Regions from separate parts of the Siniperca chuatsi genome. Here region 2 is linked to region 1. The links are chromatin contacts, called in public Hi-C maps. All regions are on one chromosome and are shown on one strand. Each heading gives the region's core, a stretch centred on a gene start, on an enhancer-like site or on the middle of the called end of the contact. The rest is flanking DNA. Distances are from core to core; before and after follow the strand shown.

Region 1 (5,298 bases), core at 1,645-4,144:
GTGTGATGGCAAGTAATCGTTTAGCAGCTTCTGTCTCATACTTTAAGTTATTGATACAAATGGTTGTTATATTCACTAAAGTACACCAAAGTGAGCATACATGGCCTTAGACACATTAATGGATTCTCATGAACTGTTGCGGGCAATAAACCTGTGACATTATGTTACAGAACAATCTCTACAACTACTAGGCTACATCACATCTGCTCGCACATTAAAGGGTTGGTTCACGATAGCTTTCGTTGTTTGTACACAGGTTTGGAGATATCATGTCTGAAAGGTGTGCCGCCACCCCAGTTCTATGGGGGCACATGGAGTTTTGTTTGTGCTGCTTAAAGCTTTTTCTTGGGTAAAAATAGATAAAACTGAAGCTATTTGCATGGTTAGATTTGGGCAGAAACAAGCAAAAAATGATGCATCCAATTTTAAAGGCCATCTCCTTCCAAATCCACATTGCAAAGCTGTCCCATTTCCATCCCAAGTTGCTCCATATGTGGTTGAGAATATGTCCCGCTTCTGCCTGAATACTGATATTTTGTAACACTGAGGACTCTGTCAGTGTATCTTCTTCAGTCCTCAGTGTTCCAAAATCCATAGCACGCCAGTCACTTGTTTGTTTTGGGTCTTTGTGAAGTTAAGGCTGGAAGGACAAGACAATGTTGAATCTTCTGTAGTCAGTGACTCAATCTTATAGACAGGCAAAGACAATTAGCAGAAAGCAGCTCAAAGTTGTGCAAATCGACAGATTTTGGTGTTGATTCTTAGTGTGATCAACAGCATTTTTCAGATTACAAGGGCTCATTTTTTCAGTGTAAATATCAAAAATGTTTCTAAATGGAGTTTGAGAGTAAAAACTATATCTCTATCTTCTAAAAATGCTTAACTGCTTCTCTGTCTATTACTGAAGTGGTCTTCAAGTGGATTTGCTGATATAGAGTAACATTTTAATTGTGATAATAAACTTTCAGAAAAATAAAACACACTGGAACATCTTTATACTGTGTGCCAAAGTCTCCTCAGTCTAGTTTCTGCAGGATCCCTAACCTTGTATGGTCATGTTATTGTGATACTGTTGACTCTACTGGAAATGGTGGCGCTTAAATCACATTACAGACAATGCAGACACATGGTATGTCAGATTGTGCAGTGTGCAGATACTGTAAGCCAAACGACAATGTGCTTTAATATTTTATGTGATGTCTGTGTTTTAAGTGTCAGGTGTGCAGTATGGGCACTTGGAGTCAAATGTGACACTGGCATGCGGGAAGTCACAAATCAGGTAAAGAAAGAAAACTATTGCCTGTGTAGCTTAAAGTTGTGTTTTTTTTGTTCTCTAACGACAGAGATATTTCCAGCACAGTCATACGGGAGTTTGAAAGTAGCTACTAAATGTCAGTACAGCAGTTACATTTATTACATTCAAGAGTCGCACAGGAACAAATACATCATAAAAGTTGCAGTGATACCAATTTGTAAACCCATAGAAGCAGAAAATAGACTAGAATGCAGTGCAGCCACAAGAAATATTGAATTTTAAGTCAGTGGCACAGTACGATAAGTGCCTTCTTCAAGATTTGCTGAAAGACAATCTGAGAAATGTAGGAAATCCTGGACAAAATGTCAGTTTTAATGGTGGTCTGACAGTCAACATTTTTGTTTTCAAGGCAACAGAAGATAACTTATCGTGATACAAAGGCCCAGACAGTGCCTGCATTTTTAAATCCCCCCCAAAAAAGGCTAAATTATCCAATTTGAGAGCCAATGTATGCCAAATACTGTTAAACATAATTAGTAAAGAGGAACAGTGAACATCAGCTAAACCATCTTTAAAAACAATAAAAAAAGACAGATACCTATGATAATGTCCTTAAAGAGTTTAGTTCTAGTTTAGGTCTTGGGTTGAGCATAAGGCTTACAGGTCAGTGAGTGAAGTCCTCACAAGCATAATAACGAAACTCTAACATGTTCCCGACCAGGACACCTGTTGTGTGGCATCTGAACCACAACTCACCGTTGCCATGGCACAAAGTGACATCAGACGGAGCCTTAGTCCTGCTGCACGTCGACCACTCAGCGCAGGGCAACTACAGCTGCTATGACAACCGGGGGCTCCTCCTCCACTCTGTCAAACTCATGCTGGGATGTAAGTGTTGTTGTGACTTGTCCAGGTTCACAGTGCCTAATTTAGGAGTTATTACACTTTAACAGCTCTGCTGTACTTTTAGTCTCTCGCCATGGGACTACAGCTTTAAAAAATTACTTTTTGCAGCAGGAACATGCCGGTGTCCCTCGTGTTTTAGCCCCTACATGCAGAGACAGCATCCCAGTCCCTCACAGTTCAGTTCATTCTTTCGATAATTCAGCATAAAAGCATAAAAGAAGTTTCTGTTTCTCTTTCTCAGTCATTCTCATCTCTCTCTTGAGTTTGTCTAAACATATTTTCCTCTGTTTGTTTCTCAATCATCTATTTCTGTTTCTTTCTCTCCCCCCTTTTTTACATGAATGACTTTCTTCTCTCAACATCTAATTTATGCTGGCTCTCTGGTTGTAACAAGACATCTTATTACAACAGTGCAACAGTACAACAATAATCATAACAGAGCTGCTGGCCCTCAGAGGAAGCAGGTCTTATTGGCCGTGACATAGACAAAGCCCTCCACTTCCTGTAAATGTCTCAAACAGGAAGCAGCTCCCTAAGTAGGCTTCCTTTTTAGGGACAGGGAGTTTTCCATGGGACTAGCCTAGCCTGAAATATTTTGGTCCTTGATAGGAACACCAGGGTACAGAGCTGTTCATTTTAGACTTGAAGACAAGACAGAGAAACTTTTAAAACATTACATCTAATAGGGCCCTTAAAAAACAAACTCCCTGTCTGTCCTGAAAATGAGCTCTGTCTGACTCCCGTTTCCTAGATCCCCCTGGGCTGCTGAGCGTTTCCTGTCAAGTGCCCAATCACACGCATGTTCGCTGCTCCTGGGTGGAATCAGTAAAGACATTCCTGCCAGCCAAGTATAATGCCTCCTTCGGGTAAGAGTGAGTTACTGCAAGTGAAACAGTAATGCCCAAGGTCACATTCTGAATGGACTATGAAGAAACTAAATATAGTGCATGTGCCACAGAGTTACATTTTGAATGTCATGCATATAGAGTGGTATCCCAATTTGAACCCTCTCTGTCCTTCTCTGCTTCCCCTCTTCAGCATTCAGCTGTGGTGACCACTTGGTTATAACCGTCCTGCAGTTTCCAGCACACACTTAAGTTGTCTTTTACCCAACAGAACACAACACTTGACCATGTTTTGTCTCGTTTTCAAGGGGGAATGGTCAGGAGTGGAGGCCATGCATCATGGACATCGCCCGCAAGCACTGTGATGTAGATCACCCTGCCTTCTGGCAGACCATCCATACCCTGAGAATCATAGAGACTAATGGGCTTGGGTCCATGACAACATATGTCCGGTTTAAGTTAGATGAGCTATGTAAGATCACATTAAACGCACGCACACGCACACACACACACACACACACACACACACACACACACACACACACACACACACACACACACAGTTTTTCTCATTTTTGTTTCCAGTGCTCCACACCCAGCTTTACTGAAACAGGCTATAGCATTATTTAAAAAAAAAAATACTATTGTGATTGGCTGGCAATATTGCTGGCCCTGTCCCCTATATTATTCTTTACAGTTGTGACATCACACTGATTTAAAATCATTTAGTAAAGCAACTTCATGCTTCAATAGCACCTCCATTGTCTACTCTCCTTCCTTTGCCTAAAATCAATAGTTACAAAGGTTTATGTCCATAAAAGCTAAAAAGGCATATACTTTCACTATTTTCCAAATTTACATATGCACACGTTTTCACATGTACATGTATTTATTAGACCGGTACACAAACATTGCATTGGTCCTCATATAATGAACTCAATTAACTTTGTTTTGCTGCTTCTCTGTCTGCATGACGTTCTTGTTGCTCTTGAGCAGAGCCATTCAAAAGTCTTTAAAGCGGCTGGTGTACCTGTTAGATGTTCCTCAGTTTTTTCTTAACCTTTACATTCTCTTTGTCACAGTGGTATGAAGTGTGGTAAAAAACAAATAAAGAGATAAGAGTCTGTGGGATGGATAGTTCTAGTAATAGCAAGGTGATATAGGCATAAAAAAAGGTAATTTAATGAAGCACTTTTTGAATTAAAGTTGGATTCACTATATATTCCTTAAAGCTGCAAATATGGCTACACTAGGTCATTCATCCGAGAGAGAAACAACAGCAACTAAAAAAAAAAAAAAAAAGTCTGGTTCTAAAAGCAAACCAGTTGAAGAAATCATGCATTTATGTCTGAACAGGTGCTTTGATTTGCTTTGTTACATTCTGCCCTCTTGTACTCTAAATTGTGTCTAATGGTCTTTTAAATAGTATGCCAACCATAGTGGAAATAATTGTGGCTAAATCTTACTTTCTTTCTTTCTATCTGTCTTTCTTTGCAGTGAAACCAGACCCTCCAGAGTCAGTATTGGTGAAGGAGCTAGAAGGCTATCCAAAGAGGCTGATCGTCTCGTGGAACTTTCCCTCTTCCTGGCCGCTGCATGTTGCTTTCCCCCTTGTGTTTCATATCAGATACAGGCCACAAGGCTCTATATACTGGTCAGAGGTTAGTAAGCAAGGCCGAAGGTCATTTCATTTCAGTGTTGATGGGGGCGCAGTCTGGATTTAACTCTGAGCATCTCGTCAAACTAATACACTGAATACAGGCTGTAGTTTCTCACATTTTCACATTTTACCAGCAATTGAAACTAAACTTATGTACATTTATTTACTTACTGTGGTTGGTCACAAACAAAAACAACCTTGGTGGTTATTTTTGTAACCCAAGCCAGTCACAGAAAATAAATACTACTAAAAAGAAGAAAGAACATGGGATTGAAACAAAAATGATGGGGTATAATGATTCCCCCCCCCCGTCTCCACCAGAAATCATGCCTCATGAGCACCATGAAGTACTTAAGTTTAAAATGTGGTTTCATTAAATCCTACAATAAATCCCATCAATTAATTTAATGTTTTGCTGATTTCTCATCAAATCATTTCTCATCAGCTTTTCTTCCTGTTCACTGTTATTTTCTTGTGCTCTAATTCCCTGTCCTATCTCTTTCACCATCAATCAGATTTACTCTGAGGAGAGTCCAGTCGTGATATTTGACGCCCTGGCTGGCTACCTCCACCATGTTCAGGTTCGAGCCCGGGATGGGGTGAACTCTGAAGGCCAGTGGAGCGAATGGAGT
Region 2 (5,298 bases), core at 1,931-4,430, 40 kb before region 1:
AAGACTTATCCATGAAAATACTTCTTTTCTAGTGTGCATGTACTAAAATAGTGTTTGTAAACTCCACTCTTCTGCCAGTAGTTTGGACTCCAGTATGTAATGAGTCAGAATGCCCAGCAGGGGGAAGCAACACCGTATCACATAATGCAACAGGTGGTTGATGAGGCTAAATTACTGCATTTTCGTATTCAGGGAATGCACTTGTTGCACAAACAGTTGTGTTTGATAACAGAGAAGCTTGAATACAATAAGTACACATTATGAGCAGTTCATTTTTAAAGCACAGTGGCCCTGTGATTAGAGCAAATGTCCGATACACACGGTCATACAGACAAGTTCATTCTCCTCAATAGTCACTGTGTCTTTCACCTTTCAGTCTTTCAAGTGTTCTTCAACGAGACAGTTACTCCTGACTGTTGATTTACTTCATGTAATTTATTATGTTTAAGAAATGTCAAAATTTTGGATCTTAAGCAGAGGCACTGGACAAACTAGTCAGTTGTCAGACAATTAAACATGACCAACATACAGTAGTTGTTATAAATCAACATTTCTTTTACAGTCTCTATTATAAACAGGCATCACAAAAGGTTACTGTACTAAATGTTTAAGAGGAAGATGATTTACTTTGTCTAAAATTTTACAAAATGCGTAATAGAAACAGAACCAAAATTGAAGCCAAGAATCAGACATGTTATGATAAGATAAGTGGAAGATAAGTGATGTAGAAGTTAGAAGTAAAAGCAACATGAACAGAGATAACTAAATGATATACAAAAAACACCTGACAGCTCTGACAGAGGAAGCATAGATAAAGACAGGTGAGACAAAGGATAGGCAGATGGGAACAGACTGACAGGTACGTTGGCTCATACAGTAAGGCAGATGGACAGGCAGATAAGTTCAGCGTCACACAAAAAGACAGACTGAAAGAAAAGAGCCATGCAGATGGACAAGCAGTCAGAAAACAAGGAGCAGATGCAGTCCAGCCAACAACACCACCGCAAACTACAGCCTCAAAATTTACAAAAGGTTTGAATTAACACCACTCTGACACAGCCTGAACAAAAAAAATGGAACATTTTAAGCTTAAAAAAAGATGTGCTTGTTGCCGGCTAAATACTAAGAATAATTACATTAAAATGCACAGGTATTCTAACCCAAAAAGGCAAATAGATACACTTTTTTAGGGGTGTATGTACCATATAAATATGTAAATAGATACAGACTGAAAAACCAACATGCAGGAAGACAGACAGCAAAATTATTTTGGCAGTCACTGCTCTCCTGTTCCTAATGAGACGTACTGTAACTCTTCCAAGCTGCAACTAACAGGTCAGGGTCAGTAAGGGGGTGGCTGGGTTTATTCAAATTGGAAATCCCCTTTTTCAATGGAATAATTGATGTCAGTGTTGTTTGCCTGATGAGTGGACTGGACACCAGCTGCCAGAGTTTTCATCCAAGTTATTCTTGTCCAGTCTGTCCAGGTCAAAGGTCAAACTTACTTCACAAATAAACCAGCCTAAAACAGAGCACACAGCTTCGACCAATGTGTACTATTGTTTGTTATTTTTTAAATTGTTTTTCAAGGTGAGGAGAGAAATCATTTAGAGTCATAAATATTGTTAAATGTACAGTTTATATACTTTGAACAAATCATTTGATTACATTTTTTCTTATATCATTATGGCCATCACATTGTACTTCTTCTATACTGTATATTTGGTGTATGACATGAAAAACAGGTAGTATAGGTATGTGTTACTCAACCTATAGCGAACTGTAAAATCTGTATGAAATGTGCCATAATCACGGAAGACTTAAGACATTACAGTATAGACTCAGTTACCAGTTTATTAGGCAAACCTGTACAATTAAATGCAATCCAAAATAACACCCCTGCAATAAATCTTACCTTTGTGAAGCCTGAACCCCTCAGTTTCTGTTGACACGCATCAGAGAGGTGTTGATTCTACCCTACGGTTATTTTCAGCCTGTAGTGTTGCATTGGACTGTGTTACGCTGACAGATGTGTTTTTCAACCTCCATTTATATTCATGAGGGAGGATAAAAGGTCACTGCTGTCATCCAATTTATTGTCTGCTAAAGCATAGAGCACTGGGGCCATTAATGGATTTAATGTGTTTCTGTACTCATCACATAACAGGTAAGCGACATAAAGGATAAATAAATAAATAAATCAGTGACCTGTCTCATGAAGTAGGATTCACAATTTAGCTGGGTGATGAAAAGGGTCAGCTATTCGACAGCCAATCGTGATCTGTTTGACTGTAATGAGCTGGTCGAGGAAAACAGCATTTGTGGACTATAGTTGCTATATCCATTGCCTTTGTACACATATGTATACAATTAGTGGGGAAACAACACAGTTGACACAAAATGTGTCCTACATGTTCTTACCACGGCTGACGTTAATGTTTTTCTTCAGTCAGCAGTACATATAAATGCTAAATTAAATTCACGTTATCTCAGTGTATTTATCTTTGCACTTCATTTTACCAGTTTTTTCCCCTCTCCTCTCCTCAAACTGAGGCAAAAACAAAAAAATTGCATATAGTTGGATTATTTGAAAATGAGCTTGATTCAAATTAAATAAGATTACATTAATACATTAAAATGAGTGATTCATTTAATTAATAAATACAATAAAAAAAGAAATAGTCAAGTAATAGTTTAATCACTGGCTTTTATAGGTAAACCCACTGCATAAATAGTTTGGTCATTTGGCACATTCATTTCACCATCATCACCCAGGTGGGTGCTACACATGGTGGTGGCTGAGGTAAGTTTCCCCCTTCACGGAAGTGCTTGGAGTATCAAAGATAAGGTGCTATATAAATGTAATCCATTATCATTATTGTTATTGTTATTTCACCATAAACTAAAACTGCATTAATTTAAATTCATTTAAAAAAAAGTTTCCAGTACTACCTTGCAATGTCTGTTTGCTTTTTCACGTGAAAAGTGATGCAAATGTCAAACTATCATAATCCTGCTGCAAGAGACCTGTATCTGTTTTTCTATGCCACATTCCTTAGACCTCAGATCTGGGATCAGTGCTGATAGCTCAAACTCCATAATCCCTTTACAGTTAGGACCCGCCCACTCAGCCGGGTGATTGACAGCCGGCTCCTCCAACGAGGCGGCGGCCGACTTGTCTGGCCTCCTTCCGCCCCTTCTCCTCCTCCTTGTCCGACTTTGTTGCTCTGCTACCCCGCTAGTCCGTTTCCAGTCACGGGGAGCCGAAGAACAACTCGACAAAGTCCCGACCATGGAAGGAGACAACATAATAATGCCTGTTTGACTCGGGGAGATTTTCCAAGGTAAGTTTAGTGATTTAAATTGTTCAAACCGGGGAGGAGGGAAGCGGTGTGTGTGGGGGGCGAAAAGTTTATCCGCCTCACTACGCGGGACAGGAGGCAACAGGGGAAATTTACTCCAATGTTATTCACAGTGGGGATGTGTCATGCTGCTAGCTTGCATGTTGGCCCCTCTTTAGCTTGTGTAGCACCCTGAAGACTTGTTATATAACATTCTTTTAATTATATGCCCTATAATTATGCTTCCAACAATGTCCCATAGATGTCTGGCATTATTCTATCATTTATTGTAATTTTATGTCTGATAATTATGAGATAAACTGAACATGGGCTGTTTTCTTCACTGAAAACTGATAAAACATGTTGCTGCAACTGTGTTTTGGGTTCAAATTCAATTTAGGATCTTTGTTGGTGAAAGTTGTAGGAAGAAAGCAGCAGCACACAAGCAAATTATCAGATATTATTGAAGAAATTTTTAAAATTAAATTTAAAATGTATTATATTATTAGAATTAATGAACTCAAAAAAAGTCTTCAATTGGATAGATAAATAGCCTGTGTGTTATTTATGTGGCATGTGTGGGTTGTGAGCTGTATCTTTTTTATATATATATATATATATATATATATATATATATATATATATATATATATATGCAACACTATAGCTATGTGTCTTTTGATAGGGAAAGTAAGATAGAGAGCTACTATCAAAAGCACTGTTGTTGCACTGGCTTCGTTTACTTGTTTTGCTTCTAGCTCTCAAACACAAGCACAGAAACACACTTAGATGAAGCTTTGAAATCATGAGTCATCCAAATCACTTGTTGATGTGTTAAACAACATTAGTCTTCATCCTGCTTTTTATTTTTGTATATTTATGACAATTATAGTTCCGGGGCAAGAGTAAAGGTTAATGCACAGAGAAACAAATACTGTACACACATACAAAGAGACAGTGGGATGGGGTCTCACTACAGATGTGCATTCCTCCAGCCAGTGGAGTGATCAAGCCTTTAAATAGAGCTTAACAGGAATGCAAACAGACCAAGCAGAAAGACCAAGCCTAGGGGCGTCTCAGGAGTAGGAGAGGGGAGGTAGGTGGTAGAAGGAGGCAGAGAGACTAAGCTGCAAGCTCTTTTGCTCAAAATTAGCTCAATTTGTGGCTCTTTCTCAAATGTCTTCCAATTTTAAGTGAAATGTGGGTCAAAGTTCATGCTGTAAAGGGAGATACAACTCTTCTATTGCTTAAAACCACTGAGAAAGTAAAGGTTTAGTTGTTTAGGAAGAAGATTTAAATGTGGGATCTGTATTCTTGCATCACTATGTAACATTGCACATTGCGTATCAGTGTCAGAATTTGAACCTTACCCACAAATCCTGAAATGTGACATCAGTTTACGCTCTTGTTTATCAACCAGGCCAGTCTGCAATGCTTCGAAGAGATAGAGCACATGTTGTAGAGGGCTCTGAAGGAGACTTTAATTCATGCGTTGAAGCTTGTATTTCAGTTTTGAGTCGTTGTGTATTTGGTTTGGTTGTTTTTTGTTTGGCATTTTGTATTTTTATTTGAAAATGACATTTGATATGAACCAGTGGGGACATGATGTATTAATGTACTTATGTATGAAGGCCAAGTTAAGGTCGTGATTACCCCAAAGTAGGTGTAGGTGTTTCATGTATCAAGCTGCATCCAATTATGTATAACATCATTTAATTTAAATGTAAAAGCAGTTTTTTTTTTTTTTTTTAGCACATAGAATATTTGCACTTACACTCTTACTCATTGCTGCTTTAAATGTTAACAAAGGAGGAAATTTAGGGATTAATTAAGGATTTTAAGTCTGTTGTATAAGCTCAAACGTTACTCAAGGTGTTATTGGTTTGTTCGGTGCAGAGGAGTCATGATCAGTTGTTGAATGGTCAGAGTTTGGTATGTGTTGCCTTCTTTTGGGGTA

The links. Hi-C and Micro-C count contacts between places; a contact is called where the count stands out from the background.
Region 2: a Hi-C map of an unstated tissue shows a contact between it and region 1, with 5 times the contacts expected there. The contact joins the promoter of il11ra here to the enhancer-like site in region 1. A contact is called at or near these places in 3 of 3 Hi-C or Micro-C datasets (liver, skeletal muscle and an unstated tissue).

The regions. Positions count from the first base shown.
Region 1 is chrLG18:18,697,182-18,702,479 of ASM2008510v1, reverse strand. It overlaps il11ra (interleukin-11 receptor subunit alpha), which reads left to right. Exons shown (of 12, transcript XM_044175500.1): 3 at 1,213-1,279; 4 at 1,977-2,143; 5 at 2,913-3,027; 6 at 3,315-3,478; 7 at 4,504-4,667; 8 at 5,182-5,298. Among protein-coding and RNA genes, the nearest start is that of tmem267, 20 kb to the right of the region's middle. Within about 2 kb of position 2,894, the one cell type or tissue checked has an H3K27ac peak away from gene starts, as active enhancers do. A contact at or near this core is called in liver, where this site is marked.
Region 2 is chrLG18:18,737,756-18,743,053 of ASM2008510v1, reverse strand. il11ra (interleukin-11 receptor subunit alpha) reads left to right here and starts at 3,180. Exons shown (of 12, transcript XM_044175500.1): 1 at 3,180-3,344.